Linked DNA regions of Mus musculus: region 2 is linked to region 1. A link is a contact called in public Hi-C data. All regions are on one chromosome and are shown on one strand. The core of a region is the stretch at or near the end of the contact, and the rest is flanking DNA. Distances in the headings are between cores, read along the strand shown.

Region 1 (5,690 bases), core at 470-2,969:
GCAACAATGTCCCCAGCACCTGTAAAAGAAAATGAATTCAGTTTTACTTTGAGATCATTAATATAAAAAAGCCAATTGAATGGATAATTTAAAACATTTAAAATGAGACCTGCTGACACAAAAGGCTATGTTATCATTCAGTTAACATTATTAAGCACTTATTACATTCAAAAGCCATAAGGGCTCTAACCATGTGAAGATTTGGTCATTGATCTCAGGAGCTCATAGTTGAAAACAGTGCTTCTCAGCCTTCCTAGGGTTTTGTTCTTTTTAATACAGTTTCCTCATGTTGTAGTGACCCCCAACCATAAAAATTGTTTTGTTGCTACTTCATAACTGTATTTTTGCTAACGTTATGAGTTGTACTGTAAATATCTGATAGGCAGAGTATCTGATGCATGACCCCTCTGTGTCGAGAACAGCTGCTTTAAAGGAAGGCATGGCAACGCCATTAACCATAATTCAACGCATTACACTTGGAGTCTAGGTTGCTTGTCTCACTCTGCATCCCAGGCAAGCCTGAAACTCAGGTCCTTCTGCCTGATCCTCCTGAGTAGCTAGGAGTACAGGCCTAAGAAATTGCCCCAATATGCAAACTGTGTGAAGGCCTTCTTAATGACAAATAGTCCACTACTGACAAACAATAGAACTTACCTCCACGGGATTATTAAAATACTTAGATGTATCTTTTTTTTTAATTTATAAGTAGGCAGATTGTCATATTTACTCAATATTAATATATATAAAGCTTTATGTATCAATATAGGGATTTTTGACAAATCATCTCATATATGTTTGACAGTCCATCACATGATCACAATGTGGTATTTTTCTACATCTTTAAAGATAATATCAAATTTGCACAAGCTACTTGAGAAGGAGAAGCAGACTAGTGAAAGGCGAAGACAATGAGACAAGAGAAGGCAATGGGTAGGCTAATACAGACAAAGCTCATTCTATCCATGTATGAAATAGAAGGCAACTCTTTCTTTCTTTCTTTCTTTCTTTCTTTCTTTCTTTCTTTCTTTCTTTCTTTCTTTCTTTCTTTCTTTTTCTCTCTCTCCCCCTCCCTCTCTCTCTCTCTTTCCTTTCCTTCCTTCCTTTCTTTCTCTCTCTCTCTCTTTCTCTCTCTCTTTCTTTCTTTCTTTCTTTCTTTCTTTCTTTCTTTCTTTCTTATGTTCTATGTCTTACAAAACATAATAAAGAAGAAAAGAATAACAAAATAAAAGGTTAATCTTGATCCATCTAACATTTATTACAAGAAAGGAAAGAGAAAGCAAGCAGGCAGGCAGGTAGGCAGATATTTTGTTTCAAGAGCTCTAAGGTTTTATATATAGGCCTGTTCAGGGTAGCAAAGAAAATAACACAAAGTGGTGATAGAAGTATTCGTTTCTATTTAGTGCCAGTTAAGGACAAACCTGAACTTACACTACTACTGTTACTAAAGATCTCATATCTGTAATAACCTTTCTACTCCCAAACATGTTTGGTTAGAAAAGCAAGACAAACCTTATCTTTCTCAATGTTCTGAAAATGTCATTGTTTAAGTCATTCCAATGCTTATCAAGGTTTATAATCCTCCTAGTTTTTATGACCCAAGATGAATGATCCTAAGCAAAAGAAGGGTTCTTTGAATGTTAATGTATTGCCAACCAGAGAAACCCCCTATTGATACTAGGTTAAGGTATTACTCAAGGTTAATGATTAAACTCCAGCCTGGAATAAACAACCACCTACAAATAAGACCTTTAGACTAGAATTTAAACACAAAGGACAATACTAAGATAGTGTTTCCATTTTCAAGGACTAAGAGTAAAAAATCTTAAATGGTGGTATATATTGTGGATTTTTTTTAACCCAAATAAACAATCCTTGAAATTTACAGCTCTGAGTAGCAAAAGACAAAAGATTGGGCCACCTAGAAACACCATTGAGTACCCAGGCTTGGATCCTTCCCTAATATATTCAAAAGCTATCACCAAAGATCCTTTTATCAGTTGATGCATATGAGTGTTTGTGTGAATGTCTTTATGAGCACCATGAACAATGTGCATGCACTACAGTGACAGGTGGCTGTCAGAGCCCATGAAACTGCACTTACAGATACTTAGAAACTACTATGTGTCTGGGAACCAAACCTGGCTCTTCTGGTTCTCTCCAGCTCATTCCTATAGATAGTTAAAGCCTCCTACTCCCCCCCCCAAAAAAAAACTATCTTTGCAAGTGACAGTTAAAATTCTTAGGGCTCCTACTGACTGATGCATGACAGACAACTCGGTGTGATAGAAGTTAATGGCTCACTGTCCTATTTCCGTGGAACAAAAATGCAGAAGGTACAGGAAGTGAAGAGAGTATAAAATGCAGGCAGCATTTCCTCTATCTTTATCTAAAACAAACATGACTAAATTTCATCTAAAACATATGACCAAAATTTCCCTTATGGGTAAAAGAATTTGTAAGTTAGGAGGAAAAGGGTCTTTGTTGTTTTTAAATTTCTAGCCATGAAACTAAAACCTAACATTCTGTCTTTTTTTCCTATAAGGGAAACATCTGTCTGGAAAATTTTCATTAGTCACATAGTGTGATACTGTAATGGATATGATATTTGACAGTACAGCGACTTTTAAAAGTTAACTTTAGAAAATATTGCCATTTGAAAGAATTCTTTATACATCATGGATGTGACCCTCTAATAAGTGACTAGTAGAATTCTAGAGTTTTTACCCCCCCCCCTTTAGAAGATACAGATGAAGCAGCAGAAGTGGCTACTCAGACTAGCCACTCTGTATGCAGACTTAAAAATTAAAAGTCAAGAATGTACACTGTGTATATATCAGGAACACGTTTGTGTTTCAATACCCACAATCTATATTCATACATACCTTCTGAAGTTGAACAGTGAAATACACTGAATTACACTCCCAGTCATATAAAAGACGCATGTCTCATTTCAACATGGCTCAGAGGCTGAAGGACCACTTAGAAGAATATTTTGTATGATACCAGTGCATTCCCCCCATTTATATAAATTTTAAATAAGTAGACATTTTGAAGAAAGGCATTTCTTTTTTTGAGGTGTGTGTGTCTGTGTGTGTGTGTCTGTGTGTGTGTTTGTATGTGTGTTAGGGGCATGTCCTCATGTATGGGCAAGCCAGGGTTCAATGTCAAGTTGTTTTCCTTCGTTTCTTTCCATCTTATTTTTTGAAACACATTTTCCCACTGAACCTTGAGTTTGCCCACTGATCTGGATGGGCTTGGCCACAAGCCCCAAGGATGCTCCCTTCTCTGCTTTTCCGATGCTAGGACTGCAAATCAAGTACTTTGCTACTTCTCCCCAGCCCTGTAAACATTTTCTTGGTTATTGTTGTTTGTTTTTTTATTTTGCTCTATCCTAGACATTACTGTAGTTCTCTTCTTCCTCAATGCCTTACAGCTTTCTAAAAGTGCTACTTATCCACTGTTCCCAATCACAGATAATGACATCACAATGCTTCGAGTCACATGCTCTAAGTATCAACAAAGTCATCTTTAAAAAAAAAAAAAACATTTACTATGTTTTTTCAACCACAGCCTCCCTCCCCTCCTTCCCTCCCTCCCTCCCTCCATCCCTCCCTCCCTTCCAGTCCTCTTCACACTTCCCCTCACTTCTCCCCTGTTTCCCTTCAGGAAAGAGCAGGTTTTAAAATAAGACCAGGCACAGACCCTCGTGTCAAAGCTGGCTGGACAAGGCAACCCAGTAGGAGGAAAAGGGTCCCATCAGCAGGCAAGAGTCAGAGACACATGCTCCATTGTTAGGAGTTTAAACATAACTCTACCCTAAACCCACAGCACATCATATTCAGAGGGCCTGGTACAGGCTCCATGGTTATCACTGGGGCAATGGTGGCCCAGAGCATTGTGGGAGTGGCCAACCAATGACTAGTATGAATTGAGGTCCACACCAGAAGAGTCAGCCCATGCCTAACACTATGTAGATGGGCGGAATCTGGAAGCTCAGAGACCTAGGGTAGAACCAAACACAACTGACAAACAAGTCAATGAAATGATTCGAATAATATTCTATTATACTCAGGATTCAGTGCCTAGCCCAATCACCATCATTGAGGTTCCCTCCAGTAACTGATGGAAGCAGAGGCAGAGGCCCACAGCCAAACAATAGGTGAAGACAGGGAAACTCCATTTTAACCCTTTAGTATGTGCCTATCAGTCATGTAAATCTATCTTTCTTGGTGTCTTCCATTATCAAAATATTTTTTTCATATTCGTGCTGCTTTTATAATTCCTTGGCATATTTCTATAACCTAACTTGTTTCTGGTTTTCCTACATCCAGTATCCTCAATGTTCAGTGATTATCTTTAACTATATTCCCTTAAAATTTCATCAGAATTATTTTCATTTTTTTTAATTTTTGTTTTTTGATTTTTTTGTTTCTTGCTTTTTGTGTGGCATATGTGATTATATCCTGCTCAGAATTTTTACTTATTCTATATTACTCATTGAAGCCTGACTCCTTGGCCTAGGGTATACAATCTCATTTGATATAGTCTGAATGGAGTTGTCCAGTTAGGTATATCTCTCTTACACTATACTTCGTGCATACTCAGATTCAACCACATGCAGCCATTTATTGTCATTCGCTTTTCCATAACTCTATTTTTTTGTACTCTCATCCTCAAGTCCCCAGCATACATCTTGATTACTGCCCCCTCTCCCATTTGCCTCTGTATCTCTGATGGTCCAGTTCATAGTCTTCCAGAATGAAAGCAAATGTTCCATCGGTTTCATTTTTAATCATTGTTTAGCGTGCATGTGTGTGTTTGTGTGTACATGTGTGTAAACACATTTGCATGAGTGAGAGTCTGTTTGTTCCTTCTACAAAGTAGTTCCTGGGGATAGAACTCATGTTATCAGGCTTAGTAGCAATGCCTTTACCACCCACTAAACTATCTCCCTAGCACCTATCATTTGAATTTTAATTTCCACCTAGCTCTTCATTTTGTCTGACAACTTAAATCAGCATACCAACTCCCTCTCTAAACTAAGAATCTTTTTTTTGAGTGGAAAAAGTCTGTAATTCACTATTAGCAATGGTTTTCTTTTTGGGGATATCTAGGAAGTTACATGTTTCATTCAAGTAAGGTTTACTGGAAAAATTGCTTTACACAAATAGTAAAATTTAACCATATTTATGTAAGTAGCTTTTTAATTTTGTGTATTATATGTACATGCATTAACATGTGAATACAAGTACACACACATGCTATGACATACTTGTGGACATCAGGACAACCTAGGCTTAACCAGTATTTACTTTCCACCTTAACTGAGACAAGGTCTCTTGTCACTTTTCTCCACTGTATGTTACATGCTAGCTAGCCTTTGAGCTTCTTGAAATTTTCCTGTCTCTTTCTCTATTTTACCTCTATGAGAATTGGGCTTACAGATGCATACACTACTCTGCATGGCTTTCCTTAGATTCTGGAGATTTGCACTCAGGTCTTGATGTTTACATGCCAAGTGCTTTCTGCATTGAGCCATCTTTCCAACATTTTTAGTATCAGACATAATAATTCAACATAATCAAATATGTTTAGCTAAGTCCTTCTCTTATAAAATAAAATGTATCACTGCAGGGTTAGGCTGTGCCAAGGTGGGGGGATAACAGGGGAGTGTCTTACCCTCTCAAAAG
Region 2 (5,609 bases), core at 2,512-5,011, 44 kb before region 1:
GATTACATCAAATATTTTAAAATAAAGTGCTTTTTTCAAATGTAACCATGCTCTAATTACACAGATGCCTTAATTTCAAAGGGATAGTACCAAAGTAAAAGAGGAGATAAGGAAACAGAACTATTTATACTCTTTTGTTTTAATGTTTGTTTTCAACCGGTGTTCTACATGAAATTAAAAATAAAAAGGTCTGCTGATGGTAACTATAAATCCAGTGTCTAAGATCCTTCTTACCATTATTCAGGTATGAAAACTTCAAGAGTAAAATTCTTTCAACAAACACCCAAGACTTCCTGATTGGCAGGTCTCCCTAAGCCACATTCAGGAGAGTACTTAACAGGAGGTAGTCTACGTAGTGGCTCTCATCTGCCAAGCAGAGAAAATTGCTGATTTGTGCTTAATAAGCCAAGTATGCATAAATTATTTTAATTACATCAAACAAGGGGCTAAATTTAGCTGCAATCGTGCAGTCTTTACCTTTCTCAACCAAGGGAGAATGTGAGGCAACTAGAAAAACCCAGGGTAAAATAGTCTCTAAATAAACAAGAAACCAAAGCAACAATAACAACTTTGGGTATAACAAAAAATTTTTTACAAAAGTTCCATTCTGCTGTAACCTAGGATAACTAAGAAAGACAAAGTTTGATAAATGATCAGTAATCTAACCAGATGCCCACTAAAAATATCTTATAATTCTAGAAAAGGGACCTTGGGACTCTAATGTGAAGATTCTTTTGAGAGAATCATCATTATGAAAGAAAAATTAGTTCACCAAGCTTAGTGTGGTAGTGAATACCTATCATACCAGCATTTGGGAGGATGAGGAAGAAAAACTGTCAGTTTGAAGCTGGCCTGAGCTATATAATTAGACTCCCCCACTCAAATGGAATCAACTAAATTTCATCAAATCTATACTCAAGATATAATATTATGGGGGTGGGGATTACTCCCAATCATCGCATATCAAAGAAAACAAATTTTAAAGTACAATTATTAACATTTCTCAAAGGTCACTGTCATTTCTCCATTATACCAAACATAAACTAATCTTATAAAGGGATAGTACGTAACACGACAACATATCAAATACATAAAATGGGCAAAGGCAGGTTTATGCTGGCCTATACTGATGCTCTGATGAAAGCTAATGGAAATGAGGACAGCACAGCTCTTAGCTCCACAAGTTTAACTAAGAAGGCAGTAGTTAGGCAGCCATGAAAATCAGCATACACTTTTGCTCTGAACCAAACGGAACAACAACAACAACAAAAACATTTAAAATATCTCTTTGCTCCTTTTTGAGTTATTTTGTTAAATTTATATGACTTTGGTGGTTATTTCAGGCATGTTATTGTCACAAGGAAAACAGTCATGCAGATACAAATTGACTATAAGTTACTCATCACAGCACATATCTGCAAGTGATAGAAATTTTCATTTATTTCTTCAGACGAAGTTCCTTGTGTTCTAGCAATGGGGAACTAATAAAAGAGGTGAGTGGGGTAAAGAGAAAATCCATTTTAATTGACCTGTTTGATACCACAGAGAAAGGGGGATGGGACCCTCACAGATGTGAAGGGGGAATGGGTTGAAGAACTTTGGGAGGGGGGACCAGGAGGAGGACAACATTTGGGATGTAAATAAAGAAAGTAATTAATTTTAAAAAGAAATTTCTATTTGAATGAAACTGTCATTTCAATGAAAACTTTTCTCTAAAACAACTTGTAATTTTTAAAGTTCAGGAAAAAATGTAAAATGCTACTTTTATTATAGGGGCAATTTTTGTTCCCATACTGCCTGAAGGCCCTTTTTAGAAGTTGGATAAGTCAGATGATTGTTAGTTGTAAAGTCATATATCTCATAGGACATATGAATTCTATCCACATTAGAGGAGGCTCGCCTTAACATAAACATACCTTTATGAACATTATCTTACAGTTTACACGCATATCTCCATAGAGTAAGCACCATTCTTTTTAGCCAAAGAAGATCAATGTCACATAAGCCACGAAACTTCTTCCTTCAACCCTTCAGTAGTCCTTTGGTTCTGATTCTATTTTTTTCTAGTAAACTAGTTAATCTTCCTAGTCTACTTCCACCCTCCTCTCTCAACCCAGCACTTTAAAGGCAGTGACCAAAATTATAATTCTAGCACAAAGTGGTACCTTAAGATTGCATATATGAGACTTTATACCCCATCATAGGTGGAATCAAGAGTGGTAAGGCAGGAGTGGGTGATTGGTTGAAGGAGCACCCTCATAGAGGCAAAGAGGAGGGGGGCAGGGAGATATGGGATAAGGGGGTGTGGAGGGGAAACCAGGAAGGGGGATAACATTTGAAATGTAAACAAATAAAATGATCAATAAAAAAAGAATCTCAGAAGAGAAAAGCAGTTTAAACCCACCATAAAAAAAAAAGATTGCATATATGAAAGAATTTGATCAATGCCATCCAACAGGCAAGAGGTAAGGATATGATCAAAATTCAGGTGGTCAGATTTTTGCTTCTTCCCTCTACATCACCCTCCCCAAATTAAGCTGCTCCACCACTTCAAAGCCCTAATACCAAACTAAGAATTACCATGAAAAACAGCTCTTGTCTCTCCAAGGTCCAAATTTGTAAAAAGCCCCTATGGAAGACTAAGGATCTAAAAACAGCCTTCTTTGTAATCTTCAGACATGGACCAGTTTTGAATTAAGATTAACAACTGTGGGAGACTGGCTTAGAAGAGTTGAGTCTCCTTCTTGTTTAATTGGTTTGGTTTACACATCTTTGAAAGAAGGGGCAGAGCCAAACTCACTGGAGAGAAATGTACTCTTAGAAGAATACAGGGATTCCAAGGGTTGAAAACTTGGATATAGCAAAAGACGCGAAACTGAGAGGAGGTGAGTAATTCTGAGGGCTACTCCTTCACTTCCCCAGCATCAAGCAGCCCCATGCCCCGACCCAAATCTCACTTGCAGCCTCTCTCTCAAGGTGTGATTGGGGCACTTCGTTCTCCTTAGGATTCCCATGTCCTAGCAATGCCCCTCACACACTCGCACTCACTCCCTAGGGTGGTGATTATTTGTATAGGTTTTGGAAAAAAAGTTAAGTCCACACCCGCGAACCCGCTCTCCTCGCCTGTCTTAACGGGACTAGTCTAGCTAGCGCACTGCACTGCCCATCAGCCCCCTTCGCCATGGGAAGCGACCCATCAGGTACTGGAAACCCCCTTAGCTTCTCCTATCGCGGTAAGACCCAAAGAGCAACTGGGAGTCCTGTGCAAGACAGTCAGGACGCGGTGGTAGCAGAGGAAAGGTGGTGGCGGGAGCAGAATTCCCCAGTCAGTCGCCCTGGGTTTAAGATGAGGCAGCGGGCAGCGACGAGTAACTGTTTGCCTTGCCACCTATTCAGTGACAGCGGACCCAGCCCTAACGCAGGTGTAGCTGGCCACAACCTCTTACCTGTAAGTCCCCCTCCTCCTTCTTCCCCGTAGCCTCGACGCCTTTGCAGGACAAAGTACTCGTTGGATCTTTCCATCAGCCACAGCTTCAGCGCATTTTTCAACAGCACTTCCTCGGGCTTCAGCCACATCTTGAAGAACTTTGTGCCGCCTCGGGAACGGAGGCGACCTATTTGTCCTCCTCACCTCCACCCTCCCAGCCTGTCTTTACCCCTCTACTTCTCCTCCCACCAAGTCTTCCGTTGGCGGCGGCGCCTCCGGAGGTTTTCCACACTTCCCCCAACCGTGCCTTCTCTCCCACGTAGGCAGAGAGAGTGCCAACTCCCTCCCACGGAGCTACTGCCAGACTGGGAAATAGCCCCGCTTCACCTCCTCTTGGGAGTTGTAGTTTTCTATCCACTTTTCCCGTACCCGGTCTAATATAGCCCTAGACTACATTTCCCACAATGCACTGGGTTACTAGTTGGGTGGGTTGGGGGCGCCTTTGAGGCGCTCCCGCCACCAGTTAAGTGAGTTTAGCCTGTGTAAAGTTAAAGAGGGTTTTCTTTTGTCTTTTTGCTTCAAATAAGCTAACCCCGTGTATGACAGCAGTGTTCCTAGTTCTTTTATAGTGAGAGGACTAGTTTGTTGAAAACAAAGTTTCCGGCATTTTTGAGTAATGGCCCATCCAGGAAGCAGTAGCCTGCAGCAACTTCCATTTACTTTGCGCCTATTAGGTAGTAGGTGATTTCTCAGGTAATCCTCAGGGAAATCTTTCAAAGTGGATCCTCCGCTTTGCTCGCTAAGCGCTAGCAAGCGAAGTTACTTACCCACGCTCTCACAGTGGGTGAATAGACTTGTTATTCAAAAGCCTTGCCTAAATTAAATTCTGTCCATTCATACCAGAAGAATGTAAATCTCAGAAAACACTTCTTCACACACACACACTTGCGATTATCCCTTCCCCCATGCTGCCTCTGTTTATTTGACTACTGGCTGAAAAATCTCTACTCCAACTTTTTAGGTATTTCTTTTTTTTTTTTTTAACCTTAAAAAACAAACAAACACCCGAAATTCCTTGCAGGGCAGGGCAGCCTATTTTCTTGATACCTTGACAATGCTGCACAACAGCCTACGCACTAAAATGAAAGAGTTCTGCTGTGAGGAATTATTTGAGGGCTGGTTGTTGTTATTGTTGTTGTTAGGATAACTCAATCCCGACAGGAAAAGAATAGAGTGAAAGTGAAAACTGGCTTACAGAAAGAATGCAAATAAAAGGTCCTGAGAAGTTGGCAAGGTATTCAAAATAAAGATATAGGGCCATGTGGCTAAGACAATGGACTGGGACACTCAGACTAGGAGTCCTGGAGCCAGTGAACTCTGCCCCAAGGAGTGTCTCCAGGCTAAATCTTCCAAGACTTGGGCGGTTTCTGGCGAAGCAGGTATATGTCACAAGCAAGTATTTATTTTTGTGGAAGAAAAACGCAACCATCACCACCACCAACAAAGCAAAATCCCAAGGCAGAGTGTTTCCTAGCGCAAAGTCACCCTTTGAAGGTGTATTAAGGCACATCGTTTCTCCATTTCTTCACAGTAAAAGGTCAATAAATGCAGCAAATGTGGATAGCCTTTGTCTTCCTTCATTTGTACAGTTCCAGCCGCCATTGTCCGTCAGTATGCTTATGGTTCTAGTTATGGCAAAGAGCATCAGGATTGGATGGTTCCTTCTCTGTACGCTGAACCCAGCCAGGGCTACCCAGATACTCTGTCTTAAGATCAGGCCCACTTCCAGCTTGGAGCTGGAGCTGGGGATTTAGAACACTTTTGCATTTATAAACAAACACTTCACTGATTGTATAAAGAAAACAGTTTTCAAATTGAATTATGTCTATTGCGCTAAAATTTGTCTTGATCATAATGTACTTCAAGTCTTTGCAAATAATTGTTTCTCTAAAACCACATTTAAAATACCATGGCATTCTTTTCATTGTCCAATTATGAATATTCCTGTAAAATACTTAGGAATTACAAACAATCTTGAATATCGCTGCTGATATTGTCCTGGAACTTAATGTATCGCATGCTATGCTCATTAATAAGTGTCTTAGTTAGGATTTTCATCGCTGTGAAAGGATACCATGACCGAGGCAACTCTTTTTTTTACTTATTTTATTTATTTACATTC

Evidence for each region. A called contact is a pair of places that touch in the nucleus more often than the background predicts.
Region 2: a Hi-C map of liver shows a contact between it and region 1, with 1.8 times the contacts expected there. The contact joins the promoter of Tbc1d8b here to the enhancer-like site in region 1. A contact is called at or near these places in 2 of 484 Hi-C or Micro-C datasets (cranial neural crest and liver), 1 of 115 datasets of contacts at active chromatin or transcription factors (embryonic stem cells) and 1 of 9 other capture datasets (adipose tissue).

What each region holds. Positions count from the first base shown.
Region 1 is chrX:139,636,615-139,642,304 of GRCm38.p6, reverse strand. Rnf128 (ring finger protein 128) reads right to left here. Exons shown (of 7, transcript NM_023270.5): 2 at 1-19. Among named protein-coding and RNA genes, the nearest start is that of Rnf128, 29 kb to the right of the region's middle. Within about 2 kb of position 1,719, at least 11 of the 459 cell types and tissues checked have an H3K27ac peak or open chromatin away from gene starts, as enhancers often do. A contact at or near this core is called in liver, where this site is marked.
Region 2 is chrX:139,683,148-139,688,756 of GRCm38.p6, reverse strand. It overlaps Tbc1d8b (TBC1 domain family, member 8B), which reads right to left and starts at 3,761. Exons shown (of 21, transcript NM_001081499.2): 1 at 3,447-3,761. The coding sequence starts at 3,576.